Linked DNA regions of Mus musculus: region 1 is linked to region 2. A link is a contact called in public HiChIP or PLAC-seq data. All regions are on one chromosome and are shown on one strand. The core of a region is the stretch at or near the end of the contact, and the rest is flanking DNA. Distances in the headings are between cores, read along the strand shown. Region 1 has its middle 8.6 kb from the start of Gm31869. Region 2 overlaps Gm31925 (a long non-coding RNA gene).

Region 1 (5,685 bases), core at 844-3,343, 130 kb before region 2:
CTGCTTACTTCTCCACCATCCATCTCTTGACATCCCCAGGAGTCCAGTGACATCATTCTTTATTCTATTCACCCTACACATGAAGCGCACTCTTGTTTTAGATCCATCATCTAGTGGCTTTCAGTGAGAAGAGAGGAGAAAGACACCTCCAGTGGGGAGTCTGGAAATCAGGACAGATGTTTGATGTCCCAATGACAAGGTGGAAGCACTGCTACTTAATCCTCAGGGATGCTCCTCAAAGCACAAAGCATATTGCCATGTGCTGTACAGTCCCCCGCCATAATGTATTGTTTGATCCAAAATGCCAAAAAAAAAAAAAGAAAACAGGTCCAAAAATGGCTGTTCCTGCTCTCTAGAATGATCACTACCTAGTGATTATATTGCTATGTTATCTTTTTATGATATCTTATAACTCTGTTATTGTGGTAGGAAGGGAATACAGCAACTCCTGCAAGCATTCTCCCCCCTCAGTTACATCTTCATCCCTGAACTGTCTTTTTAAATGATACTCTGTTATAATCACTAGCATATACTAACTGTATAAATGCATCCATATCATTCATTTTGACTGTGTTCACATACAGCCTCGTTATCTTTCTCCTTCAGAGTCTTTTCTCTAATGCCATCGTCTAGTCTCTTGTTAGTTTATTTCTATTTTAATTCTCAAAATAGAGCTTATTGTTGCCTAACCATTTCTGGGATTACGTGTTTATTTTCTTGTTTAGTTTTTTTTTTAAAACACAGCTTTGGAACCCCATTTAAGGATAAGTTTCATAAGAACGAATGAGACTTTGTGGGTGTACTTAGTGGTAAGAATACTTGCCTAGCAAATGCACTGGGCTGGGTTTGCTCCCCAGGACCCAAGATACAAATTAATAAAAGAATAATCATTATTATGTTCGCCATTCCACCCTCCAAACAATGCTTGACTCCTAGCATGTACTTAACAAATAGTCGTTAAATAACTGAATACTGATAATTATAATGAGGACAGAAGGCAAACTGATATGTGGCTAACAGTCTTCAGATCTGACAAGCCTAGTCTTGAGTTCTAACTGATACTCCATGGCCATTGAGAAGTTATCACTTCTCTGCTTTCTCACAAGCTGGAGTCAGTAATGTTTGGCTAAGGGGGTTGTTATGGGTATGACCTGACCTAAATATAGGCACTTTCTATAACTCTTGCTTAAAGGGAAGCAATGCAATCTTGCTATGTACATACATCATGATTTGAGGGCCATAATAAGCCTTGTGGTAAATGTTATATCACTCTTCAATTAAAAGTTGATCTACTTAACCACTCAGTGAACCATAAACACAAATTTGGCTTTAAGGCAGAAAAAGCATTCCTAATCAAGCATGGATCTATTGTGTGCTCACCTCGACTCCTGGTTACATTCTCTGCTAGAAACAGAAGCAATCTTCATATTCATTGGACAGGTTGGAAAAGCTGGCTGGCCAGCCTAGTCAGCAACAAGGCCCAAGAGCACAACTCTAAAGGGAGCTTCAGCAGAATCAAGCCTTGCTGGTTTCTTCTTTTCATCACCCTATCCAGACCTCTGCAGAAGTCTTCTGAATTTCGTAGAAACCAGAATAAGGCCACCTAAACGACGCAAAAAGGATGCTGAGGTTGAGATAATTCTTCCATTCCAGCTCACACTTCAGAGTTCTGTTTAACACCTCTGTCTCTTTCTCACCATCTAAAGAGTGTTGTCTCTTCTCAATGAATCTAAGGTCACTTCAGTCTAGACTTTAATCTCTTTGGGGAAGATCTAGCATATTATCCATTTACTTGAGGCTAGAGATAGTCTCTTTATAGCTCCATGAACCTCCTTCCAAAAAAAAAAAATGTATGCATTTTCTTCTACAGATTGGAAGTGGAGCAAGAACAGAGTTGGGTTGGAGCAGGATGGAGGATAAGCTCTAGAACAAACAAACCCAAAAGATCTATCCATGCCATTAAAAGCCTTGGAAACTCCAACAAGTAGCTGTTGTCTCATTGGCTAGGGTTCTTGTCTTGCATGCCTTACGTATTTGAACACTTTAAAACTTGATACCATCGTCGTGTCTCTTACCAAAACTTCACATAGTCTTTGAAGTGGTTCGTTCACCCACAGAAAGTGGGGCTGCAACATGAGAACGAAGAGGTTCTAGTCCCTCTATGACAGGCTGCTACTGGAAAGAGGGGGATCCCCTTGGCAGCTCACATCTCCTGAAGTGATCCCAAGTTTAATGAAGGAGGCAGCTATCAAGGGTAGCACTAAGCTTAAATGTCCCGTTATTGAAATTAAATATTTAAATGTCATCTCTTAAAATTGTATTTCAGAATGAAAAGACACAGTCATCAAGATGGCTAATCATATCTGCAGGAAAAGGAATACAGCTTTAGGTTGTCATGGTAAGCAAAATAAACCAGACTCAGAAAGTCAAATAGACAACTATAATGTTTTATTTCAGATTGAGGACAAAGACTTAAATATATGTACACACTTATGAATAGAAAACAGAAGGAGCTAAGGGGACCGGCAGGAAAGGAGAGAGAGGAACATAAGATGGTAACTGGAAATTAATATAAGTGAAGTACATGATATGAATCTATGAATATGTTATGAGTACCATTATTTATATGCTAATTAAAATGTGGCTAATCATAGTAGACTTTGTATATAATGAACACATAAGATATCCAATATCTCAATTATGAGTAAAGAATCTGAATAAGCCAGTTGCTCTTATATGTATAATGACATACTTAAAGTAAAAACAAATAATAAAATGATTTTAAAGACTATGGTTAATATGAAATAGTATTCTTTTACTTTCACACTTCAGAAGATTATTTTTCTGTCTGTTTCTTATAACAGGTAGTTTGTATAGTTGATGAGATTTTCTTATATGGGTCTTATGAAAATATTAATGAGCAAGAAATCTTAGTTGTCTCTGTACACGTGTGTATAAGCACATGCTCTGTGTGTGTGTTTGTGTGTGCACGTGCACGTATGATGTGTATATAGGCACATATGTCACAACACATGTGTGGAGGTCAGAAGACAACTTAATAGAGTCAGTTTCCTCTTCCCACGTTTATGTGCTTTCTGGAGAATTGACCTGAGGTCACTAGGTTTGCAAGTGCCTTTGCCTGCCAAACCATCTCACCTGTTGAGGAATTTATCTAAGCGTGGTGATCAGGAAACTTACTGAGAAATACAACAGCGCCACAGCTCCTCCTCCAGCAGCCTTTCCAAGGCCTGAAGGATTCCTTTTCATGTCAGCAACAGCATTTCTATAGAGGACCAAGAAAAGGAATTTCACAACGTCCGTGGGACTTACTTAAAGTCACATAGAGTTAAGCAAGTGGCCGTGGCTGAACTCACCCAGGCCTTCTCAGCCCGAATTCAATCCCTTTCCTTTTTTCCTCAGGACAACTGAGTTGCGAGAGACAGCAGAGTGTTGGCTCTGGGAGTCCAGATAGAAGCGGAGAGTCCATAGTTCTCGGGAAGAATCTAGAGAAAATCCATGGCCACCTCTGGGACCCTGGGATCTCTATGTATAGGATGACCCTAACTCTGTTCTCTATTGCTACATCACAATACCACAGCTTAAATAGTTTACAAGGTGACAAATGAAGGACATGTAAGGGCTAGGAAGTCTATGGGCGTCATGTGGGTTTAACTGTGGGCAGGACAGAGTGACAGCATTTGATGATTGTCTTTGAACTGGTCCATAACTTAGCAGAAAGCGAGAGGACCAGAACATGTGTTTAAAAAAAGCAAAGCCAAAAAACATAGTGGGCAGATTACTAGCCTAGTTATTAATAAAATAAGATCAATACACTCAAGAGGGCTCTGCTTTATGACCTAGTCACCTCTTAATAGGTCCCACATCCCCAAACTATCACTTCAAGGATTAAGTTTACAATATATGAATCTATATTATGCTAGACTAAAACCTAATGACTTTCCATCTTAAGGATCGGAACTGGCAGCTTCTCTGCTTGAGATGCTCTGCCCTGGGCATCTGTATGTCCTGCTTTTCATCCTTTCAATAGCCATTCTCCCACACTCCCTGCCATTTTACCTAATTTTCTTCATGACACTACCTCATGGCATTAAATATGTTTGCTTTCTTCTGGAGAACAGAAACTCATGTAACCCAGACTGACCTCAAACCTGCAATCCATCTATCTACCTTAGTCTGATAAGTACAGGAACAACAGGTATGTACCTATATATTTTTTATTATTTTTTATTGCCTGCTTTCCACTTTGCCAATGAAATATACTCCATAAGGGACTCTATTATTGTATCCTCTAGGCAAGTGTCTTTTATATGGCAGACATTAAAAAAAAAAAAGACACTTGCTAACTTCCAGGCAAGATATTCCCACTAGTGTAGTAGTGGCTTTTCTTATAAGTGCGACAAACACCTCATCAATTGAATTTGAGACTTGCTCCACTGGAGGGAAGTCATGTCTGGTATAATCTGGTCAAAAAAAAAATCCTTGCTGGTGGGAAATCACCACTCTAGCAGGGGAACTTGGATATTGTGGTCTAGCTAAATGTTCATAGCAGCAAGTGTCTTGTAACTATTCATATCTTATCCATAGACAAATGTTGCTCTCATCCTTAATCAGAGAAGACCCCCCCCCCTTTTTGATGAATTGTATTGAGTGCAGAGACTCAGGTATACAAAGTGAGGAGAACAAGTGATGGATAGGTACTTGGTCCTAACCAAGACATTTATGCCCTTAAGGCTCAGAGAACATTATGAAAGAGGAACTAGGAAGAATGTAAAGGCCAGAAGTTAGGAAGAAGGGCTCCAAAATGTTATCATCTGGTAAGACATGGCCACTTGCAATCACAGACTCACAATAGCTGCAGATGTTTGCACTGGGGCTGCACAAGAATAGGCCCATTAATGAAAGTCAAACACAAGGCCGGGCGTGATGGTGCATGCCTTTAATCCCAGCACTTGAAAGGCAGAGGCAGGCGAATTTCTGAGTTCAAGGCCAGCCTGGTCTACAGAGTGAGTTCCAGAATAGCCAGGGCTACACAGAGAAACCCTGTCTTGAAACCCTCCCCCCAAATACATACTGTGTGCATCTCTCTCTCTCTCTCTCTCTCTCTCTCTCTCTCTCTCTCTCTCTCTCTCACACACACACACACACACACACACACACACACACCATTACTCTAAACCTTCAGTTTATACACATTGTTTATACACGTTGTTTTAGGGATGCCTTGAAGGCAAAATATTGCTTTACTGTGGGAGTGGCAAGTCCTCTGGGAGAGTGCTCACAGCTAGAATTCTAATGAGAGCCAGGAAACCTGCTATAATGGGCACTGTCCATTTATAGAGAATGAGGGTCTCATTGACAGTCCTAGACAACGTGAAGACTGGAGTATGTGTTTCACATCATTCTATAGAATTAGAAGAAAGGGTGACCCTATGGCTCCGAGGAAACCTCTGAATGGGACAGGATGAAAGTTGTATTGCCTTATTCTGAAGATGAAGTATGGAGAACTGTGTCACAGCAGACCCAAATGAGAAGGTCACAGTTGAGATGACACTCTGCTGCCTTCCAAATGAACTTTAAGAAACAAGATGCCTGCTTAGCCACTTATATAACTAAGTCTAGCAGGTTTCCAGGTGAATCCTTGGCAGTTCTCAGGTGGGCTCACTG
Region 2 (6,108 bases), core at 881-3,380:
GGGGGCCCTCTGTACATGTTTACAAGAAAAATTGACTTTAGAAGAAACCTAAATAGAGTGAGTTCATTTCAGACCAAGTGCCCAACTTGGCTCATTACAGGGAAGTAGAATCAAAAAATGTCACTGCCTTTGATTAGGTGAATATACTGCTGCCTCTCTCTTCTTGTCTCACAAAATGCCTGAGATGAAAAATATATAACAAAAATATGAATTGAGGGCCAGGAGAGATGACTTAGGAGCTCAGAGTACTTGCTGCTCTTGTCCTTGAACCCAAGTTCAATGACCAGCACCCATATGGTAGCTCACAACGCTCCATAACTGCAGTTATAGAGGAATCCAGTACCCTCTTCTGAGTTCCAAAGGCATTGCATACATGTGGCACACTTACATATATAAAGGCAAAATACTTACACACATAAAACATAAAAATTTAAAAAATCTTTACAAAGAAATACCAGTCGAGACCCTTAAAATAAATAACACCCCCAACACACACGCACTGTGCAAGTATATGATTTTGACATTATTACTTGATAAGCTTATCATAGAAAACTCATGCTTGGAGAATCTTGCTGGTTATTTTGACATTAATTTCTGGCCAACATCTCCTTCCTTAATTTCTCTCTGTACGAACAGGTAATCGAGATACCCACCAATTCATGGAACCTCTAGTTCACTTTAAGACCGGAGTATCCTGACCTTTGATTATGTGATTATGTTAAAGCCCTGGCACAGTCTTCCTCTTTCTCTTCCTCCACTTTTCCTATTCTTAAAGAGATAGGTGACTTTCCTCTTTCCTACTCAGCGAACATCATCCACAAACAACTGTTGAAGACCTACATCTACTCAAACACTGCCGGGAGACAGCTGTTGGAAAGATTACCACCCATGCTTTTAAGGAGGACATGGGCTAATTCTTAATTCAATTCCTAACTTTTTGATGGAGACATACAAGCACACTTTAAAATATAATTGTGTCAATTTTTAAACATATGCACATAGACATTTCATACTGTAATATTACATGTGGTATGCTTTCTTCTGGTATCTTCTCTTTCATTTTCAATGATGCAGCATGTGACTCACTGCCGTCACTTCACAGTCAAGTACTGTGTCTTGACTTACGGTTTGGAAAACACTCTTGCTGAAATACGAGCAGTCATGTAAATGAGTAATTACATGACAACTGTACTTTCTATTGTTCATTGAAGTATCTATGGGACTCACATTACCTAGTTGGTGAAAGGTTTTGTGGTGGTAGAAACCATGATCTGTATCTCTCAGTATTCTTTCTCTACTCCGCACACATCCCTGGTGTAGTGTCTTGTATAGAAAATATAATGAGTAGATAATTGTTGATAACAGCCATATATTGTCATTGAATATGTTAATTGAGGGCTCTGAGAAATAGATCTTAGGGTTAGTGTGTTTAGGGAGATTTATGAGAGTCAAAGCCAGTGGGATGGGATACAGAAGAAGGTAGAGAGAGCATGCAGACTATGACTGCAGGCTTAACAACCGAGAAGGGGCAGAAGAAGAGAAAGAGAAAGAAGTGAGAAAGATCTTTGAACTGGAAGGAACACAGTTATGGTAAAGCCCCAGTCTAACTGACAGGCTGCTCTCAAGCCAGACTCTTATGGGGCAAGTACTTCACCTTACTTGGAATGCATCTGCCTTAATAGTCTCTACATGGCTCATCAGTGGCTGGGAACTGCTTGCAAGCCTGAGCATGCACATGCAAGGGAATCCTGAGAGCAGCAGTAGAGTTAAAATCTCTGTAGAGGTCTTGGTATGTGCTCAGGGCCACCACAGCATAACAGTGCTCTTCTTACAGACTAAGTTTCCTTTTAAGGTTAGAGCAAGTTGGTTAAAAATAAACAACAAGACGGATGCACCGTGTTCCTGCTTTGACCTTGTTCTGGTCCCCCACCCCCATCCCTCCTAGGCTGTAGAATCAAGTCTCCTTTGTCCTTTCTGCCCCAGGAGAAGCTTTAGGATACTATTATTCCAGTTAGTGTCCCACAGGGATGAGAAGAGGGTGAATGTTCTAGAAAATAAGTAAAGGGTGACCCATGAAAAAAACTGCTGACACCAGCAAGTGTCTGGGGAGAGTACTGTAGCTTCAATTGTAAATGCCTCACAGAGGCCTGTTTGTTAAAAGGCCTGGTCTCCAGAGTGGTAGTGATTGTGAGACATTGAAAAATGGGGTCTAATGAGAGGCCTTGAGGTCACAGAGGGATGTATCCCTGGGCAGGATAAAGGACTCCAGACCCTTCTACAACACTTTTGCTTCCTGGCAATGAGATGAGTAGTTTTGCTCTGGTGTGTGTTCTACCCCATGCTATAGTGCTTCACCAGAGACCAATAAACTACAGGACCACCGAGATAACTTTCCACACTGATTATTTCAGGCATCTGCTGTAGTAATAAAAAGCCCATTAATATAAGAGTTTGAATCTTGGGCTGAAGAGATGGCTCAGCTGTTAAGAGCACTGACTATTCTTCCGAAGGTCCTGAGTTCAAATCCCAGCAACTACGTGGTAGCTCACAACCATCCATAATGAGATCTGATGCCCTCTTCTGGTGTGTCTGAAAATAGCTGCAGTGTACTTAGATATAATAATAAATAAATCCTTTAAAGAGAGAGAGAGACAGAGACAGAGAGACAGAGAGAGACAGAGAGAGTTTGAATCTTAATATACCCACACCCAGAAACTTGTAAGTCATTCCTTATTAGTGACTCAGTTCTTCCCTTCCCCTCCCCCACACTGAAATTCACTGATGCCCATAAGGCAAATTTTGACACTTGCTAGGAGTCTCAACTCATGCTTTAATCCAAATGCCACAATCAATTAAGACAACCAGCCAACCAAACAATCTTTCTTATTTTTAACAGTCTGTGGAGCTAATGGAATAAACTGGGTACAAATTTATTCCTTGTGTTCTTTTTGTCTAACGTCTCAGGGGTAGAGTTGCCCATTGGGTCATCGCCGGAACACTCTGTGATGGGTGCTCAGGTAGAGAAGGGAGGATCCCAACCTACTGGTAACCACATACATCTCTTAATGAGATCACCGTCACTGTGCTTAGCTAAGCATAACCGCAGAGAGCTGCGGCTATGGCTGCTTGTTAGTTAGAGGAGCCCTTTTGCCTTTTGTGGCTGGATAGGTCACAGCACTACCTGGTTCAAACCTAGTTCTTTTCCCTATTCACAAGGAACTGTTCAAAGGACTGTCAGTGAGATTGATAACGTTCTGTTTGTTCAACGTTTGCCTTAGCAGGAGGCCAAAGGCTTACTCAAGTGTTCTATTAGGAATTCTCACAGCAGGCATTTGAAAGACTAGTTCAGCTACTGTGGAGAAAGATGTCTGTGGCCACCAGCTGTCTGTTGCTGTGACAAAACACCGGGGGAAATACCTGCTTTAACACGGGGATGCTTTGTTTTGTCTCATGATTTCAGGGTTTTCAGTGCATGATTACTTGGCCCAGAAGCTCTGGGCCTCAAGTGAGGTAGGGTGTCATGGTAGAAGCATATGATGAGGTCAGAGCCTGTGGTGGTTTGAATATGCTTAGCCCAGGAAGTAAAACTATTAGGAGGTGTGGTGGCCTTGTTGGAGGAAGTGTGGGTGGGCTTTGAGACCCTCCTCCTAGCTGCCTAAAGACAGTCTGTTCCTGGCTTCCTTTCAATGAAGATGTAGAATTCTCAGCTCCTCCAGCATCTGGACACTGTCATGTGTCTTGTCATGATGATAACGGACTGAACCTCTAAACCTGTAAGCTGAGCCCAATTAAATGTTGTTCTTTTTAAGAGTTGCCTTGGTCATGGTATCTCTTCACGGTAATGGAAACCCTAAAACAGAGCCCGTGTGATCTAGCTACTTCCCAAAGGCCCTACCTCTGAACACTATATTGGGGACCACACCTTCAAGACAAAAGCTGTAGGAATCACTTGAGGTCTCAACACAGCAGTCTTACAAGTAAAGAACAACTCAATCACAATGTTCTACCTGTGTTGAGACTGTTCCCCTCTCTCCAGTTCCCTAAATGCAGCAGTCTCTGGCTGCATTGTGTTCAGCCTCAGAAACACTGGCCAGTGCTAGGCTTTGCCTCGGGTCATTTTGAAGCTGTCAGCCTGAAAAAGAACCCATACTTCAAGTTGATTTTGATAGAGAATGACTCACATACTCCCACTATCTCAGTTCAAGAGTCAGAACTGAAAGGAGGCATACCCCATGCATCACTGCTCTCGTAATAGAGCACCTTTGTGGACCTTAGACTTCAGAAGAAAAGCTGATCTTTGGGATGGAGGTACAGCTTGTCCAGAGTGGAAAGATGATCTAAAATACCTCTCTCCCACCTACCTTTATTTCCTTCAAGTTAGACAAGACCCTGTTTCACAGTAACTCAGGAAATCTATATGGATCTGTTTTAGTGCGATACAACTAAATCTCACAACTAAAAATCACCTAAGATTTACAGAAAATAAAATGACTTAGCATTAGTATGTTAAAGGGCTCTTATTCTATGTGTTCTCTCTCCGAAAGCTAATTTTCCAATTAGTAGCCATCAACATCCCCCTAAATAGTTCCAGATTTCCATTAGACCATTTCCATATTACACAGAGATGGGTTCTCTAACAGTTTGCCCCAAAGACTTGTGCTTTTCATCATCATATTATTCTGTGCAGAATTTGTCTTTGGTCCGGTTTCATGATTTGGGGACACTCCCTGGCACTTCTGTAGTCTCTCCCCACTTGCTTACTTATTAACTAGTCTTTCTTATCCTCATGGTGGGTAGTATGGTTTGAGGTTTACTACACAGGGTATATGGTTTTCTTATTCAGTAAGAAGGAATATTTTGCTTAGTGATGGTCAGGGCCTAGGCCCAGTGTTTCTAGATTCTTGGCATCTTATTCGAGAATTAAATAAAAGCCTATATGGATTTCAAAGTAGCAGGAAAACCTCACTCAGGGTGAAATAAAAGAACAGACTAGTTAGATTGACAGTAAGCCACGTGAGGGAAGGCACTGCGATTATAGTTTGGGATTTTCTTTGATGGGGTTCAAGAGAAGGCGGAATTTTGTTGCAAGAGATGAGGCATTGTGCTGTCAGTTCATTGATTTGATTGGCAGATTGTTATATAATTTTTTTTAATGTGCATGTTTCTTTTCATAATGCATGTCATTTTAACCACACAAATGCCCAATTATGCATAGGGATAGTAAGTAAATGGGGATTTCCCCTAAAAGTTTACAATGAGAACATAATTTGCCTTACTGTGCATAATTTCAAAATCATTTTACTGGATGGAGAAATGGTTCAGTGATTAAGAGCACTAACTGCTTTTCCAGAGGACCTGAGTTTGATTCCAACACCTGCATGGTGGCTGTAACTTAGAGTACCCAATGTCCTCTTCTGGTGTCGGTGGGCATTGTACACAAGTGATGCACAGACATACAGTCAGGCAAAACACCCACACACAAGTTAAAACAAATAAATCTCAAAAAACCAACCAAACAAACAAACAAACAAACAAAAAGAAAAACCATAGTTAAGGCCGATTGGCCTTCTTGATCCCCTACCTTGATATAAACACAGTATGGTTGAATAGAATCTAAGTTTGGTGGTCATTAAGGGCAAGAGCACCTTATCCCATTGTTCAGAGTAAGGAATGCATGCAGCTGATACAGATGGGGCTTCTATGTTGCTAACAGGTAATGAGATACATTGTTTGGAGTGAGGTGTGTACTCATAGTACCTGTAGATAAGGGTCTCCGGCCTCCCAGTACATTAAGAGGGATGCTTGCATAGCCCAAATCAAGTGGGGGTCCTTTGGGTTCTAAACTATTCCCTATGCTTGCGTCTCTCAATTGAAATTATATTTTTTGTGACTGGAGTCTTATATTTTTCTATCACAATTAAAGGAACCCTTTCGTCATCTTCTGGAAGTGCAAAGAAAGGATCATTTGAGTCTACTTTCTGTCAAGGACAGATACAAGTGTTCCTGCAACACAGAGCATCAAGATGTTGATAGAGCCTTTTGGGGCACTCTCTTCACTGGTATTCCTAGATACCTGCAAAGGTGGATTAACTTTTGCCCTTATGGACG

Evidence for each region. HiChIP or PLAC-seq counts read pairs in DNA pulled down with a chosen protein or histone mark.
Region 1: a contact with region 2 is called in a BATF HiChIP or PLAC-seq map of CD8 T cells, with 11 read pairs. The contact joins two enhancer-like sites. A contact is called at or near these places in 1 of 39 promoter capture datasets (the C10 cell line), 2 of 484 Hi-C or Micro-C datasets (Th1 cells and nephron progenitors), 5 of 115 datasets of contacts at active chromatin or transcription factors (CD8 T cells, the HPC-7 cell line, double positive thymocytes and 2 more) and 1 of 9 other capture datasets (adipose tissue).

What each region holds. Positions count from the first base shown.
Region 1 is chr1:161,773,273-161,778,957 of GRCm38.p6, forward strand. No RefSeq gene overlaps it. Among named protein-coding and RNA genes, the nearest start is that of Gm31869, 8.6 kb to the left of the region's middle. Within about 2 kb of position 2,094, at least 22 of the 459 cell types and tissues checked have an H3K27ac peak or open chromatin away from gene starts, as enhancers often do. A contact at or near this core is called in CD8 T cells, Th1 cells and effector CD8 T cells, where this site is marked.
Region 2 is chr1:161,906,176-161,912,283 of GRCm38.p6, forward strand. Gm31925 (a long non-coding RNA gene) reads left to right here. Exons shown (of 3, transcript XR_373652.2): 3 at 5,924-6,108. Among named protein-coding and RNA genes, the nearest start is that of Gm31925, 13 kb to the left of the region's middle. Within about 2 kb of position 2,131, at least 51 of the 459 cell types and tissues checked have an H3K27ac peak or open chromatin away from gene starts, as enhancers often do. A contact at or near this core is called in CD8 T cells, Th1 cells and effector CD8 T cells, where this site is marked.